Linked DNA regions of Mus musculus: region 1 is linked to region 2. Evidence: chromatin contacts called from public promoter capture Hi-C data. All regions are on one chromosome and are shown on one strand. The core of a region is the stretch at or near the end of the contact, and the rest is flanking DNA. Distances in the headings are between cores, read along the strand shown. Region 1 holds the start of Sar1b (secretion associated Ras related GTPase 1B). Region 2 has its middle 24 kb from the start of Gm51894.

What was found. Promoter capture Hi-C pulls out the DNA fragments that hold promoters and counts their contacts.
Region 1: a promoter capture Hi-C map of hippocampal neurons shows a contact between it and region 2, with 2.7 times the contacts expected there. The contact joins the promoter of Sar1b here to the enhancer-like site in region 2. A contact is called at or near these places in 6 of 39 promoter capture datasets (the 3T3-L1 cell line, 3T3-L1-derived adipocytes, the C10 cell line and 3 more), 2 of 15 datasets of contacts at CTCF or cohesin (embryonic stem cells and large pre-B cells), 2 of 484 Hi-C or Micro-C datasets (Th1 cells and embryonic stem cells), 9 of 115 datasets of contacts at active chromatin or transcription factors (the 230-238 cell line, astrocytes, bone marrow-derived macrophages and 6 more) and 1 of 9 other capture datasets (liver).

The regions. Positions count from the first base shown.
Region 1 is chr11:51,762,199-51,767,711 of GRCm38.p6, reverse strand. It overlaps Sar1b (secretion associated Ras related GTPase 1B), which reads right to left and starts at 4,049. Exons shown (of 7, transcript NM_025535.2): 1 at 3,921-4,049.
Region 2 is chr11:52,331,610-52,337,921 of GRCm38.p6, reverse strand. No RefSeq gene overlaps it. Among named protein-coding and RNA genes, the nearest start is that of Gm51894, 24 kb to the left of the region's middle. Within about 2 kb of position 4,036, at least 145 of the 459 cell types and tissues checked have an H3K27ac peak or open chromatin away from gene starts, as enhancers often do. A contact at or near this core is called in astrocytes, hippocampal neurons, memory CD8 T cells and 1 more, where this site is marked.

The sequences.
Region 1 (5,513 bases), core at 2,800-5,299, 570 kb after region 2:
GGTGAAGGTTGTGTAACATTGTGACTATACTGGGAACACTCTGCATACTATAAAATGGAGAATATTACGGTATGTCAAGTCTAGTTCAATAAAGCTATCATTCGACATAAAAGCAAATAAAAACCTTAAATGGACATTTTATGTTTACAAATAATTTATGAGGAAACAGAATCCTTATTCTTGAGGTTTTTATTTTTAAAAGACAAGTTACCATGTAGCTCAGACTTCATTTCCCAAGTGCTAGAGTTATAAGCATGTCACCATGCCCAACTTAATAACTTTTAATATGAAATTAATCAATAGCATTCTCATTTTAAAATCTACTGACGTGTGTGTGTGTGTGTGTGTGTGTGTGTGTGTGTGTGTGTTAGGGGCTCATGTGTCATGGCACCTGTGTGGAGGTCAGAGGACAGCTTTGTAGGCACTGGGGCTTGAACTCAGGCTGCCAGACTTGTGCAGCAAGCACTTTGACCAGAGGAAGCACCTTGCCAGCCCTGTTTCCATGTTGCATAGGAATATATTGTCACTGAGTGCCACCATAGCAAGTATTAGGAAAGTATCCTGCAAACACAGGCACAGAAATTTCACTACAAACCAAAAAGTGTGACACTCACCTGATCATAGCTCTAGGCTAAGGCTGAAGGATTCCTGGTTTGAGACCAGCAATGGACTACATTATGATTCTTTTTTTATTTTTATTGAGTCAGGATCTTACTGAGTAGCCCTAGTTGGGCTGGAATTCACTGTGTAGATCAGGCTGGCTTTGAACTCAGAGATCTGCCTGCTTCTGCCTTCCCAGTGCTGGAATTAAATGTGTATACCACTATTCTTGGAGTATGGTGTGCTTATAAGTCCAGCATTTGTGACATGACAGATCATAGTGAATTAAGGCCAGCTTGGACTAATGAGATTCTGTCTCCAACAGACAACAATGACGACCAAAAACAGCACAGCAAATATAAGCAAGATACACGAAGATGAAAATGTTAACACAGGGGCTGGGGAGGCAGTTCAGACGTTAAGACCTCTTGTTCTTGCTGACCCAGGCTCAGTTCCCAGCACCTACATGGTGGCTCACAACATCTGTAACTCTAATTCCAGGGGATCTGATGGCTACTTCTGGTCCACAGGCATCAGGCATGCATGCAGTACAAATGCATATATGTAGGCAAAAGACCCATACACATAAATAGATGCAGGCAAAATACCCATAACATAGAGCTTTTAAAAAGTCACAATAAAACTCATTATTTTGTATGCTAACTTCCCCAGGTTGTACTCTGATCTCTACATGCTCAACATGGCATACACAATCCCTCCCCCACATACAAGACAAAGAGATAGCATGCTATCTGTAATCTAATTTACCACTAGAAATACAAAGGACAGGCTGGAGACATAGCTCAGTTAGTAGAGTGCTTGCTTAGCTTGCAGTTTGACAGCACATAAGCCAGGCATGGGATAGCACACAGGCCTGTAATCTACTCACTTGGGAGGTAGACATGAGATCCAAAGTTCAAGGCCAGCCTGTGCTACCAGGTAAAACTATGCTTGACCAAGTTCTGTTATTGTTGTTTGTTTGTTGACAGGGTGCCACTATGTAGCTGGCCTGGGACTTTCCGTGAGCCCCAGCCACCCCTGCCTGAGGGCTGCACTAAAGGGATGCACAACCCCATCTGCCTTGCACCTCGGTGTTCTGCACACTAAATCTCAGAAGTGCTCTGCTTCACACATCTTACCTAAAACAGCTTACGGGACAATAACTGACTCCAGCTCAATCCCCAATACAAAGCAATTGTATGAATTAAACTTTTTAAAAGATTTATTTATTTTATATATTTGAGCACACTGTCAGTGTCTTCAGACACGCCAGAAAAGGGCACCGGATCTCATTACTGATGGTTTGTGAGCCACCATGTGGTTGCTGAGAATTGAACTCAGAACCTCAGGAAGGGCAGCTGAGCCATGTCTACAGCCCTGAATTAAACTTTTTAATTCATTTAATTTTTAAAAAGTGGGTACTTGTTTCCTCTGGAGAAAAGTGGCAGCCATTTGAAAGAAGGTTAAGACCACAAGAAATACAGCTTTAAGAGTGTATAACAGGAGAAGAAGAAAAAACCTTCTGTCAAAAGGATAGTAGAAAAAAGGAGGAAGGGAAAGAGAGGGAAAGAGGGAGAGAGAACACTTGAGAGGCTGATGGGGGAGAATCTCAAAGAGGCCAGCCTGGACTACAAAGCAAGACCTAGTCTTAACAACTAAAAGAATGTTGTGAGACTGGCAGTGAATTTGGACTTGCCTCTAGTGGACTAAGACAACTCAGACTGGTATATCTGATAATAAATTCCATCCTCAAAACACCAATAGAAGGCTATCCAGATGGCTTATTAGGTCAAGGTGCTATCACCAAGCCCGATGACCTGAGTTTAATTTCAGAAACCCACACCTTGGCATGAATTCCCTGATATGATCTTTAACTCAGACACACTCATAATACATATGTAATAAAACATTACCAACATTAATAAAACAATAACCAAATTTTTTGTAAAAAGTACATACAATGGAGAAACTTTATCATGTTTTGCAAAAAAAGTAATTTCAGTGAGTTTCAGCCAACTTTGTCCGTGAGAGAGGGGTGGGGATGAGGTGAATCACTGCTATAGCACTCTAGTTTGTAAGTTTCGAATGAGGTGGCAGTGATTTCCACATCTGATAGACTGCTCCTTTGTGTCAAGTCCTGCTTACATTTCTACTCCAATAGCACAAGGCAGAGGAAATCTAGAGTTCACCGTATTCAAACTGCAAAACTTCACAACTACAGAATCGCTTCTCTAACATCCTGACAACAAGGACACTTTCCTTTTCTGTAAACTCAGAAATGCCTGGGAGCAGCTTAACTCTGAGACCAATTTTGTTTTCTTGAGATAAGATCTTCGAAGGCAGACTTGGCTCAAATGATGCCCCTGCCCTCTTGAGTAGGTGGAATTGTAGGGTCAGAGTGCCTGCCTATGTTCAAACAAAAATTTTTTAAAGGTCAAAATATTGTGGTCACAAACCCAAATGTACCAAAAGGTGCAATGGTAGGCATGCATTGCCCTGTTTGACTGATGACACTCATCATTGGCAAACTGTAAAATCACCCTTATTGGTCACCTGTAAAATAATTGACAGGGGTGTCTTCCTTAGCAGACTGCGGTGCTGTACAGGTGGCACCTTCTTTTTCACTGTAACTACTCTGACCAATATTTAAACAAAGGACACAGACATTCAAGGTAAGATGACACCCACACAGAGCTTGATTTAAGAATGTTCAAATACGTGACAGTAAGTTCAATTTACTTCATCCCAATACGTTAAACTCCTAATAAATTTTTTTCCTTCAGTTAACAAGACTACACTTGAACCTTTCAAAATAAATTTTATCTTATCGTAAAATCTTGACTTTTCCCCCCATTAGTATCTTTCCCCTTCATTCAACCCGGCTTGAGCTATACGGTAAGTACGGAGAATGAGGAGGCCCAGTGACCGCCACACTTACTGGGACAACACAGAGCCGTCCTAGCCTCTCCAGCTGTCTATGACCCCTAATTCGCTCATCCTACCAAATGGGGAAACTGAGGGCCAGGGGAAGGAAAAGAGTCTCGCGTGCGGTACTCTCACTCTTTCCTGAAATACTTGCCCTGTGGCAACCACTGTTTTACCCCTAGAGCCACTAGAGCGGTTTCCGCAGGTAGGGATCGGTGTTGTCCCTCACCCTGCGTGAAAAAAACAAAACAAAAACAAAACCCAAAACAACAGGCTCCCTGTTCGCGAAGGACCCGAGACAAGAGCTCTGGGTGAGTGGGCAGCATAAAGAGTGGCCTTCCGAAGGGCCACAGCTGTCGCCCGCTCTCTTGCCCGACGAGGGCACTGCCACTCACCTGCGACTTCAGAGAACGCAACCCTGCTCCGTGCCCGTCCTACACGCTCCAAGCCGGCTGTGCAAAGCGCTATGGCTGCCAGGGCCCCAGCTCTTCTCAGCTCCTTCCGGGTCGGCGGGTGCCTCGCTAGTGACAGTCCGCAGGTCCCAGGCCCCGCTCGCCCTCAGTTCCGCCTCCTTGCGGTCTCGCCACCAATCCCTGTGCTCCGGACCACTTCACTCCAACCCCAAGAGGCATGTGAGATTTTTTTTTTGGGGGGGGGGGGTTGTTTGTTTGTTTGTTGGTTGGTTTTTCGTTTCTTTGTGTAGTCCTGGCTGTCCTTGAACTCACTTTGTAGACCGGGCTGCCTCAAACTTAAGAGATCACCTGCCTCTTAAAGGTATGGGTCACCACCACCACCAGGCTGTTTCTTTCTTTTCCCCCCTCTCAGTAATAGGGGGTTGCAGTCCACCACCAAAACGCATTTGCCACCCTTTAGTTATTTTAATGTTGAAACAGGATCTCACAAAGTTGCTCAGGCAAGTCGTGAATGTATCATCTTCCTGCCTTTGCTTCTGAGAAACTGGGATTGCAACCTTGTAGCACCAGGTCCAACTTGGCATCTCTTTCCTAAAACTACATCTTTTGAGTGACCCTTGAGTTTATGCTAGGATATGTTTTACTTCCTGCAATTCTTTGGAAAGCCCACACCCTGCTCTTGGACGTGTCTCATTTGTCCTCTGAACATCCCTTGCTCTTAACCCTCGTGCTCAAGCCTATATTAAAATGTCTTTCTTAATTTCCACCTAAATACACCTTTTATAGGGAGATGGCTGGAAATAGAGCTCAATGGTAGAATGCCTGCCTTAGATTATAAAATACTCTGAGTTCAGTCCCCTGTAACACACACACAAAAGTGGGTCCTGTTTGTCTTGTTTGAGAAAGGGTCTCTCTACATAGCCACTCTACATCTGCCATCAAGTGACAACTAGGAGTTTAATCCCTGGAACCCACAAACTGAATAAACAGAATCAACTCCTGGGAAAGTTGTCATCTGACTTCCACAAGTACACCACACTGAACAAAGGGTGACATGTTTATTATTTAAAGTATGGAAGAACAGAAAAATAAAAACTCAGATCATTTTTTTGAAGAATCTCAATCGTACCATATTACCAGTTTTTATTTCATGGGCAGAGTTGTAAAATACAACACTTAAGTCAGGCAGTGGTTGCAAATGTCTTTAATCCCAGCACTTGGGAGGCAAGGGCAGGTGGATTTCTGAGTTTGAGGCCAGCCTGGATTACAGAGTAAGTTCCAGGACAGCCAGGGCTATACAGAGAAACCCTGTCATAAAAAGAAGAAGAAGAAGAAGAAGAAGAAGAAGAAGAAGAAGAAGAAGAAGAAGAAGAAGAAGAAGAAGAAGAAGAAGAAGAAGAAGAAGGGGAGGAGGAGGAGGAGGAGGAGGAGGAGGAAGAAGAAGAAGAAGAAGAAGAAGAAGAAGAAGAAGAAGAAGAAGAAGAAGAAGAAGAAGAAGAAGAAGCCGCCACAACACTTGGTCTGTCCCCATGAGTTACTAGTCACTTCAGCTTTCAGTTCCTGCATCTGCACATT
Region 2 (6,312 bases), core at 2,787-5,286:
GGATTTAATAACTACTTGATATGCAGTAAAACATTCCATTACACTTCTGGAAAGCGCCATCCTCATCTCTTACAGGAATCCACCAAGTGTCTTTTAATTAAGCTGGTTCTCAATGAGACTCGTCCTTGGTGCGGTAATTTTCTGAATGAAGCTACCCTGGAGTACTAATTACTTGGTTTCTAATGCCCAAGGTGCTCTGCCAATGTGGTGGCGAGGGTGGGGCTGACCTGCTGGGACGCGACAAGGTCTTTGTGGGCGGCAAATGGATGCCAGAGGTGAAGTCTCCCAGGATCCAGGTTTCAGATACTGCATTCTTACAGTGTCAGGCCACCGGTTTGTGGCGGTTTGATACAACTCCTACTAAGAACTAGTGCACATGAGTAGTTAAGGGGCTACCAACTGTTACTTGTCTCACATTCTATCATACCCACTCTAATTATCTTCTCCTCCTCCTCCTCCTCCTTCATTATTACTATCTTTGTTGTTATTGAGACAGGCTCAATCTCACTATGTAGCTGTTTTGGAATTCACTAATATAGAACAGGTTGTCCTTGAATTCACAGAGACCTACCTGCTTCTCCCTCCCAAGTATACTGGGATTAAGGGTATGCCCTACCATGCCTAGCCTTTAATATATATATATAAATTTGTGGGTGTTCTGTGAGAGTTGCGTGTGCACATATAACCATGTAACCACAACCACAGGTTCCCATGGAAGGTAGAAGAGGGTATCAGAACCCTCCTGGAACTGGTATATAAGCAGTTGTGAGCCACCTGACTTGAGTGCTAGGAACTGAACTCCAGTCCTCTGAAAGGGCAGCAAGTGCTACCGTGCCTTTTCCAGCCTCTGGCTGATGTAATAATTAGAATCTGACTTCCTTGAGATGAGCCTCAACTCCTGTGTATTCATATAGTCATTCATATTCCTCTCTCTCTCTCTCTCTCTCTCCTCTCTCTCTCTCTCTCTCTCTCTCATGTGTGTGTGTGTCCTCTAGTTTTTAAGGCTAGGATCTCGTGCAGCCCCAGGTGGTCTGGAATTTGCTATCTAGCTGAGGAGAGTCTTGAACTCCTGATCCTCCTCCCGCAACCTTCCCAGCACAGTGCTGGGACCCTGGGCACCACTCCCAACCTCCTCTCTCTTAACGAGACAGGGTCTCGCTATGCAGCTGACGCTGACTTGAACTTTTGATCCTCTCAATAAAGCAAGTGGACTCATTCTAAAAATAAAAATCACACTGGGTGTGGTGGCGCACACCTTTAAGTCCAGTGCTCAGCAGGAGGCAAACAGGTTGATAGATTTCTGTGTGTTTGAAGCCATCCCGGTCTACATAGTGAGCTCCTGAACACAGGAGACACAGTAAAACCCTGGCTCAAACCTAAATAAATAAAAATTAGGGCTGGCAAGATGAATCCAGTAAAAAAGCACTTCCTGTCCAGGCCAGACAACCTGAGTCCAATCCCCCAAACCTATGTGAAGGCAGAGAATTATTAACTCCACGACATTGCTCCTTGACACATTCTACGGCATGACTGCATACGCAAACTTGCACTCTCGCGCATGTACACACACTAAATACATACATATACACATAAATACAATTAAATTAGGAAACAGGCTGCACCGCACAGTACGAAGCTCCCTACACCCTTTTCAACACTGAATAGCATTTGCTCTTTATTTACATTCTGCTGCCAGTCTGAGAGGCAGAAAAACAAGTGGGAGGAAGGAAAAGAAGCAGGTGTTCTTCTCGGTCTGATGTCTGGGCTCGTGCTCTGCCAGGCTGAATGCAGGAGGGCCCAGGTTTACTGCGAATCCCCGGCTGGTGAGTCATAAGCAGTCTTGGGCAGCCTAGTATAGCAGCAGATTGTATACAGTATGTTCCAGACACAGTGGGGTGGAAGAGGGAAGGAACTTCCATTCCCAGGGGTTAGCAGGAAATCAGGGTTCGCTCTTGGGTCAGACTCAGCCATAAAAGAACTTAAGAACCAACTCTAAGGGAATCCCATCTCATTTCAGTTTAGAAGAAAAGTTCCAAAGCAGGTAAGCGATGAACCTCGTGGGCTGCATAGGGGAAGGAGGTGGCGAAGAAAGAGAGTCTGCCATTGCTTTGAGTTTGGCTAGCATGGAGTCAGCCACACTGCAGAGAAAGAGCCAAGGGTAGGGAAGGGGACTTAGAGAAAGAGTGAAGTTAAATGCTTATGGACAGCAAACTTAGGAAAGAGAGAAAGTTCACTTTCCCGAGCTTCAGGAAATCCAGCCAACTTACCAAGTCAGCTGTGTGGCTGCAGCTCAGCAAATGCACACAGAGGCAGGAATTGTGGGAAACAGAAGTGTGTTATCTCGGGGCCAGAGAGATGGGTCAGTAGTTAAAAGCCCTGGCTGTTCTTCTATAGGACTAGAGTTTGGCTCCCGTCACCCAGGTCGGGTAGCTCATAAGAGCTATAAACAACAGCTCCAGGGCATCTGGCGCCCTCTCCTGGCCTCTTCAGGTACAGCATGCACACACACACACACACACACACACACACACACACAAATAATAGGAGTGAAAACTGTAAACAGTACATTATCTCATTGAAGGATAATTAATTGTTCTTCCTATCTCTTTAGTGTGGCCAGGGTAAATCCACACTCCTAAAGGGTAGCCCCATCTTCCAGAGGGGTGGCCCTTTAGCCAATGACTAATCTGTTGAAGTAAATGTAAAAAAAAACGAGTAAAAAACCCAGTAAAAAAAAAAAAAAAGTAAAAAACCCAGGCCAGAGCTTTCATTGTCTTGACCATAAGGGAAAAGAATTCCTTTAATGCAGAGGTTCTCAAACCTCCCATGCTGCGACCCTTTAATGCAGTTCCTCATGTTGTGGTGACCTCCAACAGTAAAATTATTTCATTGCTACTTCATAACTGTCATTTTGTTACTATTATGAATCGTAATGTGAATATCTGTGCTTCCCAATGGTCTTAGGTGACCTCTCTCAAAGGGGTCATGACCCACCGGCTGAAAAACACTGCTTTAATGTGTCTTCAGTGTTGTGGTAAATATTATTTGGGGGCTCCTACCCCGTCTTAGATCATTTAGTTCCCAAATAAAAGACACAAACCTTTATATTTATAATAAGCCTTAAAGCACCAGAGCTGGGCAGACGTCAGCTCTCTGTGCTATTATTTTGGCTGCTTTTCTGTCAATAACCCTGAGATATCGCTCGTCATGTTCCTCCTGGGCCGCTCCTACTCCAACTGTCCCGGCCCTCATGTCCACGTGCTCATGACCCGCCTACCTATCCCACGATGACTTCCTTCTTCTCCAGTGTCCTTTTCTCTCTCTCCTCATGGTCTCTCCCTGAGACTCTAAGCCTGGGACCCTTCAGCCCTGCCTACCTCTTTTCCGCCCAGCTATAAGCTGTAGGCATCTTTATTAACCAATCATGGATAACTTGGGGGGGGGCAAGGTTTACACAACAAAAGCTGGTATACATGAAGATCTGCTTGTCTTGGAGCAACCTGATCTTGGGGTACAGAATTTAGCATTTGAATGAAGGCAGCATGAGACCAACCCATGACACTTCTTTTTTAAAGATTTATTTACTTATTTATTATATGTTAGTATACTGTAGCTGTCTTCAGACACTCCAGAAGAGGGAGTCAGATCTCCTTACGGATGGTTGTGAGCCACCATGTGGTTGCTGGGATTTGAACTAAGGACTTTCAGAAGATCACGCTGAGCCATCTCACCAGCCCCCTCCCCCCGTGACACTTTTTTATGATTATAATACAAGCCGATGGGTGTCAAGGCCTTCGTGAGCCTTCCTGAGATGAAAGCTTTCATACCTGACACAGCACCAATGTTTTGGGTTTCAATAACCTCTGACTGGTATCCAAGCCCCAGAGACAGTCCTGCCTCTCACCTTCGCCCTTCTCAAGGGCTAAACTAGCTGTCCTTAGCAACTCCTGGTGGACCTTACTACTCCCGATGCCCATGAGGAGGCTGCGGGCACAGACCAGCCTGGTGAGTCAGTGCTTCCGGGCACTGAGCTTGCCAACACCTAGTCGGCGACAGGCCATGAGTCACAAATTATAGGCCTTCCACATGAGCAGGCGGTGCCAGCCTGTGAGGCGGCAACGCTGGCAGGGAACTCCGGAGCTTTAGGCTTGGGGCCATGGGAAAAGAATGGTCCAGACAGGCCTGCACACTGTAGGGCCCTCTTATGGCTTCTCTCCCACCAGCCGCCAGGCTGTAGTGCCAACGCCTAGGCTTGGACATGCTCTGACACAGGACTTCCTCGGCCTCAGACCAGAAGGAAACTGGCTTTACTGGGAGCCTAGTGAAATTTCAAAGCCAGAGTCTTCCCACTTCAGCTAAGGAGATTGCAGTGACAGAATGCTTTGTGCTGCAGTGGGTGGCCTCTTGGGGTGCTGCTTCTTTGCCCCCCAAGATATTCCAGGACGTGGAACTGCCTTGTTTAAGAGCACGAGGTCAGAGGCCAATGTACCACCTCTGAGGCCAAACAGACATGGTACCACAGGCCTTCTGAGCTCTCGCATATGCTTAGCCAAGGCATCAAGGGCTTCTAGAATGTTCAGAGAACTCTCACACTGATAAAACGAAGCCAACTGCATTCTACCCCCAACAAAGTTCCTTTAAGCTCAGGACCACAGCTTCATAACAGCAAATTTACACACTCCCTAAATGTGATGTCACATCAGGTTCTTCTTTTTGTTAGAAATGTTTGATTGTGTGGCTGAAGTGGATGCGGAGAGGCACACTCAGGAAGGAATGAGGGCCAGAGCTCAGCTTGGGCAGAGGACCAGGGAGACTGTGTGTCTCCTTGGGATGCCTCCTCCTGACCCCGGCAAGGCCTGCACTGCTGCACAGAGGGCCTCTCACCCAGGGTTCTGCTAGTGATGATTTGTTTACACTCTGGGCTGGGAGCCTTAGCAACCGCAGGGAACAGCCAAACACAGACTAATGAGCATGCCTCAGGTACAACCAAGCAGGACTAATGAGAGCCCGGCCCTGTACCTCCGCAGCGGAACGCTCAATGCCATGTCTTAGAAACCAATAGAGAGATATGAACATAATGATCACAGGGTCACCACTGAGCCGCAGCTGACCCGGGGCTTCCGTGCCAGGATGCTCAGTTCACATTATCCCAGAGCAACCCAACCGCTCTCCCGGTTGGCACAGTGCCTGGCATCGGGAAGATCCTCGGGAAACACAGGACTAAATGCACTGAGGTCGGTGCACCCAGGAAACCAGAAAGCCACTCTCCCAGTCAAAGTATCTGACACCTTCTCCCTCCCCCTCCCCTCCCCTCCACTTCCCTTCCCCTTTTTGATTTGTTTCTTGAGACAAGCTCTCACTTTGCAGCCCAGGAACTCCTTATGTAGCTCAGGCTCACCTCCAACTCAGGGTGATCCCCGTGCTGGGATTACAGATGTGTGAGCCAGGAACCCGCAGTAATCCTCCTGCCTTAGCCTCCCAAGTGCTGGGATTATAGGCACAAGCCACCACACCCGGATGTTTCCTCTCAGTGCGGGAAGGCATGCGACACCATGCAACTTGGAAGACAAAGGATGAGTTTGTGATGTCCCTTCCCTCCATCCTTTTTAAAAAATCGGTTCCGGGGCTTGAACTCCAGTCTCCAGGCTTGAATAACAAGCACCTTTACCTGCTGAGCCTCTCACTGGGACCGTGCATCTTTCTCTTATATTATTTAGTTCATTTGTTCACTTTTTGTTAATTGTTCTCACTCTCTCTCTCTCAGCAACAATAACAACAAAAACAAGTGCTGTTGACTACTGAGCCAATTCTCTAGCCATTCCCCCCACTCTGGTTGTGTGTGTGTGTGTGTGTGTGTGTGTGTGTCTGTGTGTTTGGTTGTTTTTAAGATGGGGTCTCACTATGTAGACCAGGCTGGCCTTGAACTCACAGAAATTCATCTGTGAATTCCTCTGCCTCCAAGTTCTAAATTAAAGGAATGTTCCACCAGAACCAGCTAGAATTTTTTTTACATATTTTATGTGTATAAGTGTTTACCTGTATGTATGTATGTATGCATGCATGTATGCATGTGTATGTGTGTACACTGTGCACATGCCCAGTGGCTATGGACCGGGACAGAAGAGGGCATTAGGCTCACTGGAACTGGAGTTACAGATGGTTGTGAGCCTCTCTATAGGTGCTGAGAATTGAATCTGGTCCTTTGCAAGAACAACAAGTACCCTTAACCTCTGAGCTGTCTCTCCAGCCTGTGACAACCACCATCTTGAAGCCATCTTGCCAGCTCTGGACTCTCTGCTTGCATTTTAACAG